Linked DNA regions of Mus musculus: regions 2 and 3 are each linked to region 1. Evidence: chromatin contacts called from public HiChIP or PLAC-seq and Micro-C data. All regions are on one chromosome and are shown on one strand. The core of a region is the stretch at or near the end of the contact, and the rest is flanking DNA. Distances in the headings are between cores, read along the strand shown. Region 1 holds the start of Olig2 (oligodendrocyte transcription factor 2). Region 2 holds the start of Ifnar2 (interferon (alpha and beta) receptor 2). Region 3 holds the start of A930006K02Rik (RIKEN cDNA A930006K02 gene).

What was found. Hi-C and Micro-C count contacts between places; a contact is called where the count stands out from the background. HiChIP or PLAC-seq counts read pairs in DNA pulled down with a chosen protein or histone mark.
Region 2: an H3K4me3 HiChIP or PLAC-seq map of embryonic stem cells shows a contact between it and region 1, with 20 read pairs. The contact joins the promoter of Ifnar2 here to the promoter of Olig2 in region 1. A contact is called at or near these places in 3 of 39 promoter capture datasets (all in embryonic stem cells), 1 of 484 Hi-C or Micro-C datasets (embryonic stem cells) and 11 of 115 datasets of contacts at active chromatin or transcription factors (the SCID.adh cell line, acute myeloid leukemia, embryonic stem cells and 1 more).
Region 3: a Micro-C map of embryonic stem cells shows a contact between it and region 1, with 2.0 times the contacts expected there. The contact joins the promoter of A930006K02Rik here to the promoter of Olig2 in region 1. A contact is called at or near these places in 8 of 484 Hi-C or Micro-C datasets (the HL-1 cell line, embryonic stem cells, granulocyte-monocyte progenitors and 1 more) and 1 of 9 other capture datasets (embryonic stem cells).

What each region holds. Positions count from the first base shown.
Region 1 is chr16:91,222,970-91,226,908 of GRCm38.p6, reverse strand. It overlaps Olig2 (oligodendrocyte transcription factor 2), which reads right to left and starts at 1,359. Exons shown (of 2, transcript NM_016967.2): 1 at 1,256-1,359; 2 at 1-564. The coding sequence starts at 509.
Region 2 is chr16:91,370,428-91,374,443 of GRCm38.p6, reverse strand. Ifnar2 (interferon (alpha and beta) receptor 2) reads right to left here and starts at 1,661. Exons shown (of 9, transcript NM_010509.2): 1 at 1,370-1,661. It overlaps Gm36587 (a long non-coding RNA gene), which reads left to right. Exons shown (of 4, transcript XR_876244.2): 1 at 1-854.
Region 3 is chr16:91,462,806-91,466,763 of GRCm38.p6, reverse strand. A930006K02Rik (RIKEN cDNA A930006K02 gene) reads right to left here and starts at 1,660. Exons shown (of 2, transcript NR_077219.1): 1 at 1,128-1,660.

The DNA.
Region 1 (3,939 bases), core at 110-2,609:
TTCATCTCCTCCAGCGAGTTGGTGAGCATGAGGATGTAGTTTCGCGCCAGCAGCAGCGTGGCGATCTTGGAGAGCTTGCGCACCGACGGCCCGTGCGCGTAAGGCATGACCTCCCGCAGGCCGTCCATGGCGATGTTGAGGTCGTGCATGCGCTTGCGTTCGCGGCTGTTGATCTTCAGGCGCAGCTGCTGCAGCTCGGGCTCAGTCATCTGCTTCTTGTCTTTCTTGGTGGAAGACGTGGCCGCCGAGGACGTGGACGAGGAGGTGCTGGAGGAAGATGACTTGAAGCCACCGCCGCCCAGTTTGTCCCCGGGATGCGCGCCTGACGCGCCCATGGCCCCTCGTAGCTCGGAGCTCAGCTCTGGCGGGCAGTCGCTCGGCGTGGACGAGGACACAGTCCCTCCTGTGAAGCCGCTGCTGCTTCCCCCCTTGCTCCGGGCGGGCAGAAAAAGATCATCGGGTTCTGGGGACGATGGGCGACTAGACACCAGGCTGGCGTCCGAGTCCATGGCCCCAGGGATGATCTAAGCTCTCGAATGATCCTTCTTTTTTCAACCTTCCGAACTTGAGGAGAGAACCAGACAGATACACAGACACAGACACACACATACACAGAGACAGACAGACAGACACACAGGGTGTGGAGAAAGAAGTGAGACAATCGCCGTCCCCGCCTGCACGGCAGCTCCAGGAACCCGCAAAGGTGGTTGGCATCTACGCCGCGGCAGTCTGGCCTTCTAGCAGCCCGGGGCATGCAAGTTATCCTAATCTCTCTCCTCCCCACTCATCCACCGGTTACTTTATTTCAGGGACTTCTGGGTGGCCCTCAATGAGGGACATTCTAGAGGTTTTATTTCTTCAGTCCGGCCTGGAATAAATGAGGACTTTTCTCTGGACCGGAGATCTGAATAGAGAAGTATTTTCTATCTGGTGCTCAGACGCATCTGCCTTTAACGCCATCTACACACGCAGCAAACGCCGGCAAGCGTGAACACACGCACTGGCAGCCCGCATTGGATTCACTTTCTAAGCGCTGGTTCTACGACCGCGCGGCTAGCTTGCGGACTCGCAACAGGAGTTATTGGAGCCTGGGATGCTGCGGTGAGTGTAGACACCCAGGCAGTCATTAGTACCTATTGGGGCGGGATCTCGGCCAGTAGGCCAGCACTGTAGGGTGCATCCTAAATCCTAGCCACTTTGGAGAAGTCGGTCTTCGGGGTTTAGGCTGGAGCAGTTAAGGGGCGGGGACACTTACTGTGAATTAGATTTGAGGTGCTCGCTGCGGAGGAGAACCTGGCTCTGGGCGCTGGTGTTGGCTCGGTCTGTAATAAGCATCCACACCTTTCGGGGTTCCGCTGGTTTTTATAGCTGGGTGGAGGCAGCAGCGACGGCGGTGGCGGTGGTCCGGGCGGGGGGCGGGAACAATGTGCTTTTCCTGGAGGGGCAGAGGCGCCAATGAGCTGGGCCGGCCCGAGGGGCTGCGAAGCTGATGTCACCCGGCTAATTCCGCTCAATGAAACCCGCCGGGCCCGGCACACGCCTCCTCTCAGCACACAGCCAATGGGCGCCCGCGGTAGAGAGATTCGCGAGGAGGGATGGGAGGAGGGACCTGGGCAGGGAGAGGAAAGGGCGAGCTGAAGAAGCGGGTGGGCTAGCGGGGCTGCTAAAGAAGTCTGGGGACCCTGGCAGAGAGGGAACGCCTGCAACTTTCAATATAAATATTGTCACTGTAGCGTCAGGCCAGGGTACGGAGTGAGACGGGGAATCTGCAAACTCGTCCGATGGCCAACCAGTTCTATGGCTGAGAATGAACACCGAGGTTGCTTGCCACACCTGGAGTTTTTGCTAGCCCTCCCGCCTCCTCCTGTTTCCCGCTGCCGACCTATCGAGTGATTTTCATCAAACTGTGACCATTTGTGGTTGCATAAGAAAACACTAGCGGCGCAGAAGGCCCCCACTCCCTTAGCTCCTTTCTACTTAGTGGCAGTTGCTGCAGCTTTGGGGACAGGCGGTAGCGCCCCCAGGTGGGGGCATGGCCTTGGAGAGCACGGGGCGGGCAAGGAAGCAGAGAAAGGTTCTTAGCACTCTGGGAAGAAATCGCAATTCATTATAAAGTTTAGATTGTGTAGAAGCTCCGGAGAGCTATTTTCAATACAGTCAAAGCGCCAACGCATCGATGGTTAACGACTTCCACCTCATTCATTTTCAGGGAAACCCAGCCACTGAACTTCCAACATCTTGGTGCCCAAGCCTTGGAGTAGAGGCAACATTATTTGCAAAGAATTATCGGAGGCTCTCCGCTGTGGATGGGAGTTGATACTTGAAACACACTCCTAGCTGCCTTGGGACGTCTTTTATAGGTAGCAGCCTCTCTCTCTCTCTCTCTCTCTCTCTCTCTCTCTCTCTCTCTCTCACACACACACACACACACACACACACACACACACACATACAAAGCTGAGAAACTGGATCTGGGTGAATTGCCTGGGGAAGTCTAGAGATAACTATACACTCACCCATTTTATGGAAGTGAAAACCTAGGAATTGATTTCAGCAAGCCTCCAGGAGAAAATACGGCCAGGCCCATACAGGTGACCCTGCCTACCGTGGATGGATGCGAGCAATTGGCAGTGCCCAAGCATGGGGGCAGTAGGTTGTATCCCCACCCCCAACTGTTTCTCACATCCGGACATTTCCAGCTCAAATGCGTTTTGTTTGTTTGTTGGGATATTTATTTTTTACAGATCTCGGGTGCTACCTCTCCTCCACCCCCCAAACATAAGCGCCAATTCCTTCTCACGGAGTTTTAACGGTCTTTTCTCGTTACTTCTCATTGCTTGGTATTTGAATTCGCATATGTAGTTTTAACAAGCAAGCAGACAAACAGTAATTGGTCTTCTTGTAGCAAAGTCAGAACAGGCATGAAAACTCAGGCGATTGCTCCTCATTTCGTGCTAAGTTCTCCCCCGCCCCCCCCCCTGGGGTCCACCCTCGAGTGTCAGTGGGCTGGCGCGTTTGCCCCTCATCTCGTGCCTTCTGAAGCATTGTTTTCCGACCCGCGTGTTTCCCAGCTGGCTCTGCAGCCATCCGTTAAATATGTATTTAAAACATGAAGAATTGAAGCGTGGTGATAATGTCGCCCAACGGTTATGAGGATGACCCATAACCGTTCAATTAGCAGAATCTGTCACACGGGGCTTGTGGTGGGGATTAGGAGCTTGGGCATGTGAGGACCACTCTTGGGCCTTCGTTGGCAAACCGCAGAGAGGGCGTACGTGGGGGTGAGCTCTGTGGGGCCACCAGCTGGGATGTGGATCTCCAAAGTCCCTAACAAACCTCAGGCGGTACAATATGCGGGAGATAGGTTGCAGCCACCCAGGCTAGTGTGACTGCCCGGAGCATCCGAGCGCCCAGGTTCCTTCTTTTGTTGCGTTCTACTGGTTTGTCTCTTCTGCGTCCGGAAGTCTGCGGGAGAACTGCCTGACATTCTGTACACTTGGTCCAGTAGCTGGAGTTGGAGACCCGGACGAAAGTTGGGGAAACCTTTCTACAGCGGCGAGCCTGGAAAAGGAGCCGGAAGGCAAGAGCGCAGCGCTAGCTGGCTCTGCGTCCCCCACCCCCACCCCCAGCCTTTCCACTTCCCCTAGCCCTGTGGCTAGCGTAGCAGCCTGGTTAGCTAACTAGCTTGTCCCAGCAGTTCCAGGCATCTGGTGGTCCTCACTCTCTAAGTCGGAAGCTTTGACGGGCAGCTCCCAACTGTCTCCTTCTCCTCTCAGCTGCCTTCTCTTCGTCTGAGAGCTGCTTGCCGCCTGAGGGCCATCTGTGTCCCTTGGTCTCTGGCTCTGAGGCAAGTCAGAGGCTGGACACAATTCCGTGCGTCTCCTTTACTCCTCCCACCCCATCGGAAACTAGTCGGGGTTAGCCCCCGCTTGTCCTTCT
Region 2 (4,016 bases), core at 412-2,911, 150 kb before region 1:
GGTTGCACCACTACCACCACCAACCCAACAACAACAAAAAGTAGTTTCACTTCTAAAACAGTACCTCTTAGGCTATGGTCTTCCTAGATTTATTTTAGACACATTGTTGAGTAACTCAAACCAAACCTCAGAGAGCTCTTTAACTCAACATTAACTACTTAACTAAAACTTGCAGCCCTGAGAATCCAAGCCAGGAAATCCAAGACTACGAGGAAGGGGCACTACAACTTCAGCTCTCTTTAAATGTTCAAATAAATACAGGGGAAAAAACTTTAGAATAGTCACATCCGGGTTTTTCTTTTTATGATTTAAATTTGAAAAGCCACTTTTGAACAACAGTCACTTCCTGCGCCACACTGATGAACCTCATTAACGATCCCCAAATTGCTAGTGTGTTGGTGAAGTCGATGAAGCCATATTTGGTGTGACCTCTGTTACCCCAGTACCAGACCCCACCTCATTACTCTCCCAAGGCTGCACAGAAGGACTGACAGGCAAGGGACAGGGGACAGTAGGGCAAACTCAGTCTCTGGTCCCAATCTTAGCACCTTTCTTAGATGACACTTGGGCTATTTCCTAAGATCTCCTGTCACACAAAACAGGGACATAAAACAAACATTAAAACACAAAAGTTCATAGGTTGTCAAAGTTTTCCAGTAGAGCCATGTTAACCAAATAAATGGGTCAATGGGGCCAACGGTTTACCGCATGCACTATTGGCTGGCTTGGAATAGAAATGCAAGCTACCAATAAACTCAGTGCCTTTCCTGTATCCCATCCCTGCCCATCTTCTGCGGGCCACAACCCCTTCAGTGACCTCGTAGGAGCTTGAACAAACGATCCTGGGACCTTAGGTAGGTTTCAGGGCGCGCAGTGTGTGTGTGTGTGTGTGTGTGTGTGTGTGTGTGTGTGTGTGTGTGTGTGTGTGTAGGGGGAGGGGTGTCAGGACGCAGAACAGGACCCAGAGGCTGGAGATGATAACTAGCTTGGCAAGGCGTAGTGGATCCTAAGGAATGTGGACCCCCTAGGATCTGGCAATGGCTCGGGCTAAGGTGCCCCATGCACCCTCGGTGAGGCGACGCTGGTGGAGTGAAGGCAGAGAGCCCACAAAAACCCAGAGTTCACCAAAGGAACGGTGAAAGGAAGGCGCCCATGCGGGGGCCACGAGGGCCCCCCATACGCAGCTTGTGGGTCGGGGGAGCTAGAATCCTCAGACTCTCCACGGAAGAAAGGCAGGAAGAGGCGGAGTCCCGAAGAGGAGAATTGAAAAGGGGATTCCGGGAACTGGCAGCGGGGAGGCGGCCCAGTCCTACTGTCCGCGAGGCGAGCGACACCCATTCATGTCCCCGTAATGCCCGCAGTACAGTACCTGAATCGCCGGGTCTCGTGAATCCCCCTCTGGGATGTCCTGGGGCCACCTCCGAGCTGCTCTGGGCATCAGGCGCAGCTGCGCGCGGCTGGCGAGCAGTGGAGGCAGGCGGGAGCCGAGCCAGGCGAAAGGGACGGCGGCGGGATGGCCGGTGCCCCGCGACCCGAAGAGTCTCCGCTGGCAGCCTGGTTTCCCCTGGTCTAGGGCTAGACCACGCAGGCTCCCGGAGGCCAAGGGTTCCCAGCCGCGGGGTTAGCGGTGAACAGAGAACGAGGCGAGAGGCGGGGCCCGGGCGGAGCCGGCGACAAATGGGCACTTTCGCATCCATTACGACCCCACCCACTTCAAGTACAGTCCAGGGAGCCAGAGTTAACGGATCGGGGTTGTTGTGTTTATCGCTGCCTCCTTGGAGGACTAGGTAGTGCCTGATCCCTAGAACTAACTGGATACGAATGGGTTGGGTGCCTGGCCTAGTGATGCGGGTGTGTACTCTCTTCTTCCAGGAAGGCCTTGGCAGGAGGATCTCGAATTCAATACCTATCTGATACAGAGCAAAATTAAGGCCAGCCTGGGCAATGTAGGGACACCCTGACTCAAAATACAAAGGAAGAGGGGTCTGGGCAGAACTGAGTGTCAGAACGCTTGTCAATCATGCTTCCCTCTCTTCCCCTCCCCTCCCAGTCCTCCCTCTTCTCTCCCTCTCTCATCTTGTGCTTACTTGTTTTTAAGCTCCTCTGATTATAATTTTCCACACAGGACACAAACAAAAATTATAAATACCATAACTCATTGCCTGCTTCTTCTTGGGTCTTTGCTTACTATTCCCCAGGGCCCTCTCTCAAGACCAAACGATTTTTTTTTTTAAGGATTTATTTATTATTATATGTAAGTCAGACACTCCAGAAGAGGGAGTCAGATCTCGTTACGGGTGGTTGTGAGCCACCATGTGGTTGCTGGGATTTGAACTCTGGACCTTCGGAAGAGCAATCGGGTGCTCTTACCCACTGAGCCATCTCACCAGCCCCTTTTTTTGGTTTTTCAAGACAGGGTTTCTCTGTGTAGCCCTGGCTGTCCTGGAACTCACTCTGTAGACCAGGCTGGCCTAAAACTCAGAAATCCGCCTGCCTCTGCCTCCCGAGTGCTGGGATTAAAGGCGTGCGCCACCACGCCCGGCTAAAGACCAAACGATTTTAGAGTAAGGAGAAACAATCTTTCCATACCTACTTAGGAACTGACATCCCTTGTCTTCCGAAATGGAATACGCGGGAGCTTTCTGTAGCGTATGCACAGTCTAAGTATGAAGGTGGAAGTTCCAAGGTGGAAATGCTAATGGAAGTCTGTAAGAGGAGGCGTGGCAATGATGCCTACCTGGGCCTGGATTCTCACTTTCAGATCTCCGAGGGAAGAGAAGGGGAGGTAGTTCACAGTTTATGTAAAGGGATTTTCTTTCCGTTAAAAAGCGTGTGTATGTGTTTTCCCCCTCTTTAAAGACAAGATCTCTTTGTGTGTCCAGCTGGCCTGAAACTTAAGATCTCCCCGCCCTACCCACCAAATGCTAGAATCACCATTCCAGAGCCACCATATGCAGTTTAAGAGAACAGTTTCATCTACCAGGACTGACAGTTGCTGAGTCTCTCTTTCTGGGCTGACCTGAAGAGGTTTCCACCACTTATGTCACACTGGCAGAATTCCTACCAGTCTCATGAATTTGAAAGGCTCTTATCTGGGATCCTGGTTCTCTACAAAAGCCGTTCAGTGCTGAAATAGTTTCAGCCACAGTTTCAAAGAAGTTGTAGAAGTAGCCCCGAGCAAGTGGGGTAAAGATGATACAAAACTGTGGTCTGCATGCCCCCTTTTATATACACATGCACATTAAAAATAGAAATATTTCAGAAAACGTGTGGGATTGGAAATCATTATGTTCAGCAAAATATACCAAACTCAGCTCAATAATATTGGTCTGTTTCTGTCATATGTGGAGTGTGGACTTAAATATATGCAAATTTACATATAAGCAATGGAAGTAGACAGAAGGCATGAAAGTAGAGGAGGAGATCCAAGGAGGGAGGGAGAACCAGAGAGGACATCAGACATTCAAGTCATGAAAGTAGAATCCAGGGGCTCTGTACCTGGGAGGAAGAAGGGAAGACCAAGAGGAGGAAGGGGTGGCCAGGGAGGAATGAGGGCACAGGAATAAAGTATAATGGGGTGCATGCGAGCACACACACACACACACACACACACACAGCACACAGGATTGTTGAAATTTCTATGTATGCCCTTGTGGAAAAATTATCATTGTCCTAATCACTAAAAACAAAACCCAACTGATCATGGGCTCCCCAACGAAAGGACTGAAGGAGCTGAGGGGGCTTGCAACCCCATAGGAAGAACAATATCAACCAACCAGACCCCCGTGCCCCTAGAGCTCCCAGGGACTAAACCACCAACCAAGGAGTACACATGGAGGGACCCATGACTCCAGCTGCATATGTAGCAGAGGATGTCTTATCAGACATCAGTGGGAGGGGAGGCCCTTGGTCCTGTGAAGGCAGCATGCCCCAGTGTAGGGGAATGCCAGGGCGGGGAGGCAGGAGTGGGTGGGCAGGTGGGTGTGTGAACACCCTCATAGAAGCAGGGGAATGGG
Region 3 (3,958 bases), core at 411-2,910, 240 kb before region 1:
CAAACACTAGGGCACAAAACAACACCAACAGCCCAACAGTTGCTAAGCAACAACGCTCTCTCCTCTGGACTGACTCTGAAGGAAGGACATTCTTCTGCTAAGCCAGAAACTGGCTGTACAGTGTGAGTAGGCGACTTCGTCTTTCAGTGCTGCAGCTTCCACTCCTGTAAAATGGATAGTAGCTGAACAGAGAGCTAAAAGTTTAACTAGTTTACGCTTTTAATGACTGGTGTAATCGTTAACTGGCTGAAAGTTAAATGAGTTTACACACTTAATGACTGGTGTAATTGTTAACTGGCTGAAAGTTAACTTAGTTTATACACTTAATGACTGGCATAACTGTTAACTGGCTGAACGTTAAATTAGTTCATACACTCAATGACTGGTATAATCAAGATCCTATCAGACGCGCCACCTGGCCATCCACTTCAGCATCTTTAATGTAGTTCCAGGAGACAAGCTCACATCACCCAGCACAGGGTATGGTGCTCCTGAGCCGCTTTCCTCAATTACCTCAGTGTTGGATTGCAGGCGGGTGCCACCACATTTTGAGTCATTTTTGTTTTTAATTATGCGTGTGTGTGTGTGTGTGTGTGTGTGTGTGTGTAAGTATATATACGTGCAGAGGTCAGAAGATCAGATTTTCCTGGAGATGGAATTAAGAGGCTGTAGAGCACGGGTTCTCAGCCTGTGTGGGTCTCCATCCCTTTCACATGGGTTGCCTGTTATGATTCATAACAGTAGCAAAATTACAGTTATGAAGTAGCAGCAAAATAATTCTATGGTTGAGCCTCACCGCAGCACGAGGGACTGTATTAAAGGGCTGCAGCATTAGGAAGGCTGGGAAACACTGCCCTAGAGTTAGCCACGACGCCAACAGCAGTCCTCTGAAAGAGCAGCAGCACCAGTGAGCCGTCTCTTTAGCTCCTGAAAATTAATTTCTCAATGTACACCCTGCTCAATTGTTAATTTTACATGAACATAGACATAAAACTCTTTTCACCCTGAGCTGAACATAAAACTTTCCAAGAACAAAGGTTCCAAAGCAACCCCCTGGGCTGTGTCACGCTGCTAGCATGAATTCCACCGTGTGCCATCTTCAGGGTGAGACCTGGGGCATCACTTACCTCCCTGAGAGGAGTCGGAACTTATCTCCAGGAGTTCTGGCTGGGATGCCGGGCTGTCTTTTTTGGTTTTATTGTTGTTGTTTGTTTGTTTGTTTTCATCACTATGAAGAGATCTCTCTTGTCTCTCACCCTTAGAGCAGTCGCCATTCTCCCGATGTAATTAGCCCAGTGGTTCCCTGGCTTATTTGTTATTGTTTTGTTAGCCTGCTCGACTGTTAGGAGTGATACTCTCATCTCACTCCTCCGTTAACCCGGGACAAACCGCACTAGGGCTGGAAAGCACATTTCTGCTGCTCTCTGGTCTCCCACCCACCAGCCATCCCAGGCTCGGGCCCGGGTCAGAATCCCAGGCTGGAGCAGAGCCATTGGGCGGGCGTCGGGGTGAGAGCGCTGGACTCAAGCTACCTGCGCCCAGCAATTACTCCCCGTTGCTCGGCCTTCGCTCACCTAAGGCTACGGGCAGAACCCGAGGTGCCTGGGCCAGCAGCACCAGAGACGCCGAGCCTACGACAGCCCTACCTCTTACGTCTTCTGTCACTTCAAGTGACGCGCCAAAAAAAATCCTTGGCCCATTGCAGCCCTCCTAGCAACACCCTCCAGCCCGGGCTCTGCCCTTCGGGAACACCCCATCTATTTGCTCCGCCCCCGTCCCGCCCTCCGCTCAGGCCCCACCCCTCGATGAAAGCTCCGCCCCCTCTGCAAAGGCCCTGTAGTATGCAGTCACTGTCCTCTTAATTTCCGTTTCCTGACAGGTCATGACCCTCCCCACTTCCGGAAGCCCACCGTTAATTGTTCCAACAGCAGAGGCGAACTCAGTTTGCTGCTAGAGCGCCTGCTCAGAGTTCCTGCACTGAGCGCTTTCGTTTCTTGGTTTTGTGTGTGTGTGTGAGCTATGGCTCGTTCCTCAAGGGCTCTCTTGGAACCTAGTGTGGGAACCCACGGGTGCCGGGCACCCTCGGTGGTATCAGAGAGGCAGGTAATTTCCAGTGTGCGGAGAGGTGACATCCTAGGGGCTGGGGTGGTCTGAGATTATGGTTCCCTGACACCTATTCGTAAAGAGTTCGAGCCTGCGTTTGAGAAGGTTATTTACTTACATACCTCAAGACTACGCTATGGAAATAAAATTTAAAGATGATGGATGAGGACATCGGCAGCTTCTGGACAAGCATGCATGGGATCCTGGGTTCAATACCCCGTGGCAGCAAAAATGAAATAATTGAATCGGGCATGGTAACACATGTTTGTAACCTCAGCAGGTAGTTAGCAGGGTGCCCCCATTATATTGGGAGTGGAGAGCCAGCCTGGGCTGCCAGAGAATCAATCTCTCTCTCTCCCTCTCTCTCTTCAGATCTTCTTAGGGTTATTATTGCAGCTATGACAACTGTTGTTAAAACAAGACAAAGAGGCTCAAACCCAAGCTCCTTGAATGACAAAAACGAAAGAATCAACCCCCACGACTGTTTGACTCATGAAATGAACAAGTCCTAAAGATCTGTGGATCCAACAGTTTTTGGTCGTGGCTACTAAGTCATTGGGAAGAACCTTACCAGTGACACATACTTAAGGTTGTTAAAGTTTCTATTTCCCACTGTCCAAGAGTTCTTGCAAACTCGTTGGAACAGTGTTTCTCAACTTTTGGCTGGAGATCCTTATTCAAAGGTTACCTAAGACCATCTGAAAAGAGGTATTTACATTACAATTTATAAGTGTAGCAAAATTGCAGTTATGGAGTAGCAATGAAAGTTTTATGGTTGGGGGGTCACCACAACATGAAGAGCTGTATTTAAGGGTCACAGCATCAGGAAGGTTGAGAACCTCTGAGTTAGAACAACTGATACAGGGATCTATAGCTAAACAATATGAAGAGAGTGAGACTTTAGAGCTTAAGGTCTTAAATGTGATGTCTCCACCAAATCCCTCCCCACCAAGGCACAAGAGTCTAGGCCAAAAAGGAGGCAGAAAGATACAAGCGTCAGAGGTGACAGAGGACTGAAGGAGGTAGTGTTTTCCAGATAGAGCAGGACTGATAGACAAGTGAACTCAGAGACTGTGGCAGCACACACAAGGCCTGCACACTGTCAGCCACAGGGTATCCTGACACCGAGAGCAGGATGTGGACAATAAATAAAGGAAAAAAAGAAGGGGTCCAGCTTCTTCTTCTTCCTCTTCTTCTTCTTCTTCTTCTTCTTCTTCTTCTTCTTCTTCTTCTTCTTCTTCTTCTTCTTCTTCTCCTTCTCCTTCTCCTTCTCCTTCTCCTTCTCCTTCTCCTTCTCCTTCTCCTTCCCCTTTCCCTCCTCCTCCTTCTTTCTTCTTTCTTCTTCTTTCTCCTCCTCCTCCTTCTTTCTTCTTTCTTCTTTCTTCTTCTTTCTCCTCCTCCTTCTTTCTTCTTCTTTCTCCTCCTCCTCCTCCTTCCTCTTCTTCTCTTCTTCTTCTTTACTTCTTCTGGTTTTTCAAGATAGGGTTTCTCTGTGTAGCCCTGGATGTCCTAGAACTCACTCTGTAGACCAGGCTGACCTCAAACTCAGAAATGTGCCTGCCTCTGCCTCCCAAGTGCTGGGATTAAAGGCATGCCCCACCACTGCCTGGCGGGGTTGAGGTTCTTATTCTAGACAAGGGAGACATAGCCAGAGTCAGAGACATCTGGAAGAGTCCAGAGTGGACAGAGGGGCAAACTGAAGCAGTCATGTGAGGAGAGCCAGGAGGGGAGAGACACAGGGGACCCAGGAGCAGCAGCCAAGAGGGCAAGAGGCCAGTGTAGCCAGAGTGGCTGGGTTATATAAGGAGGGCCAGCTGGGGGAAGGGCAGCTCAGTCCAGGCCCTGGGCTGGAGAA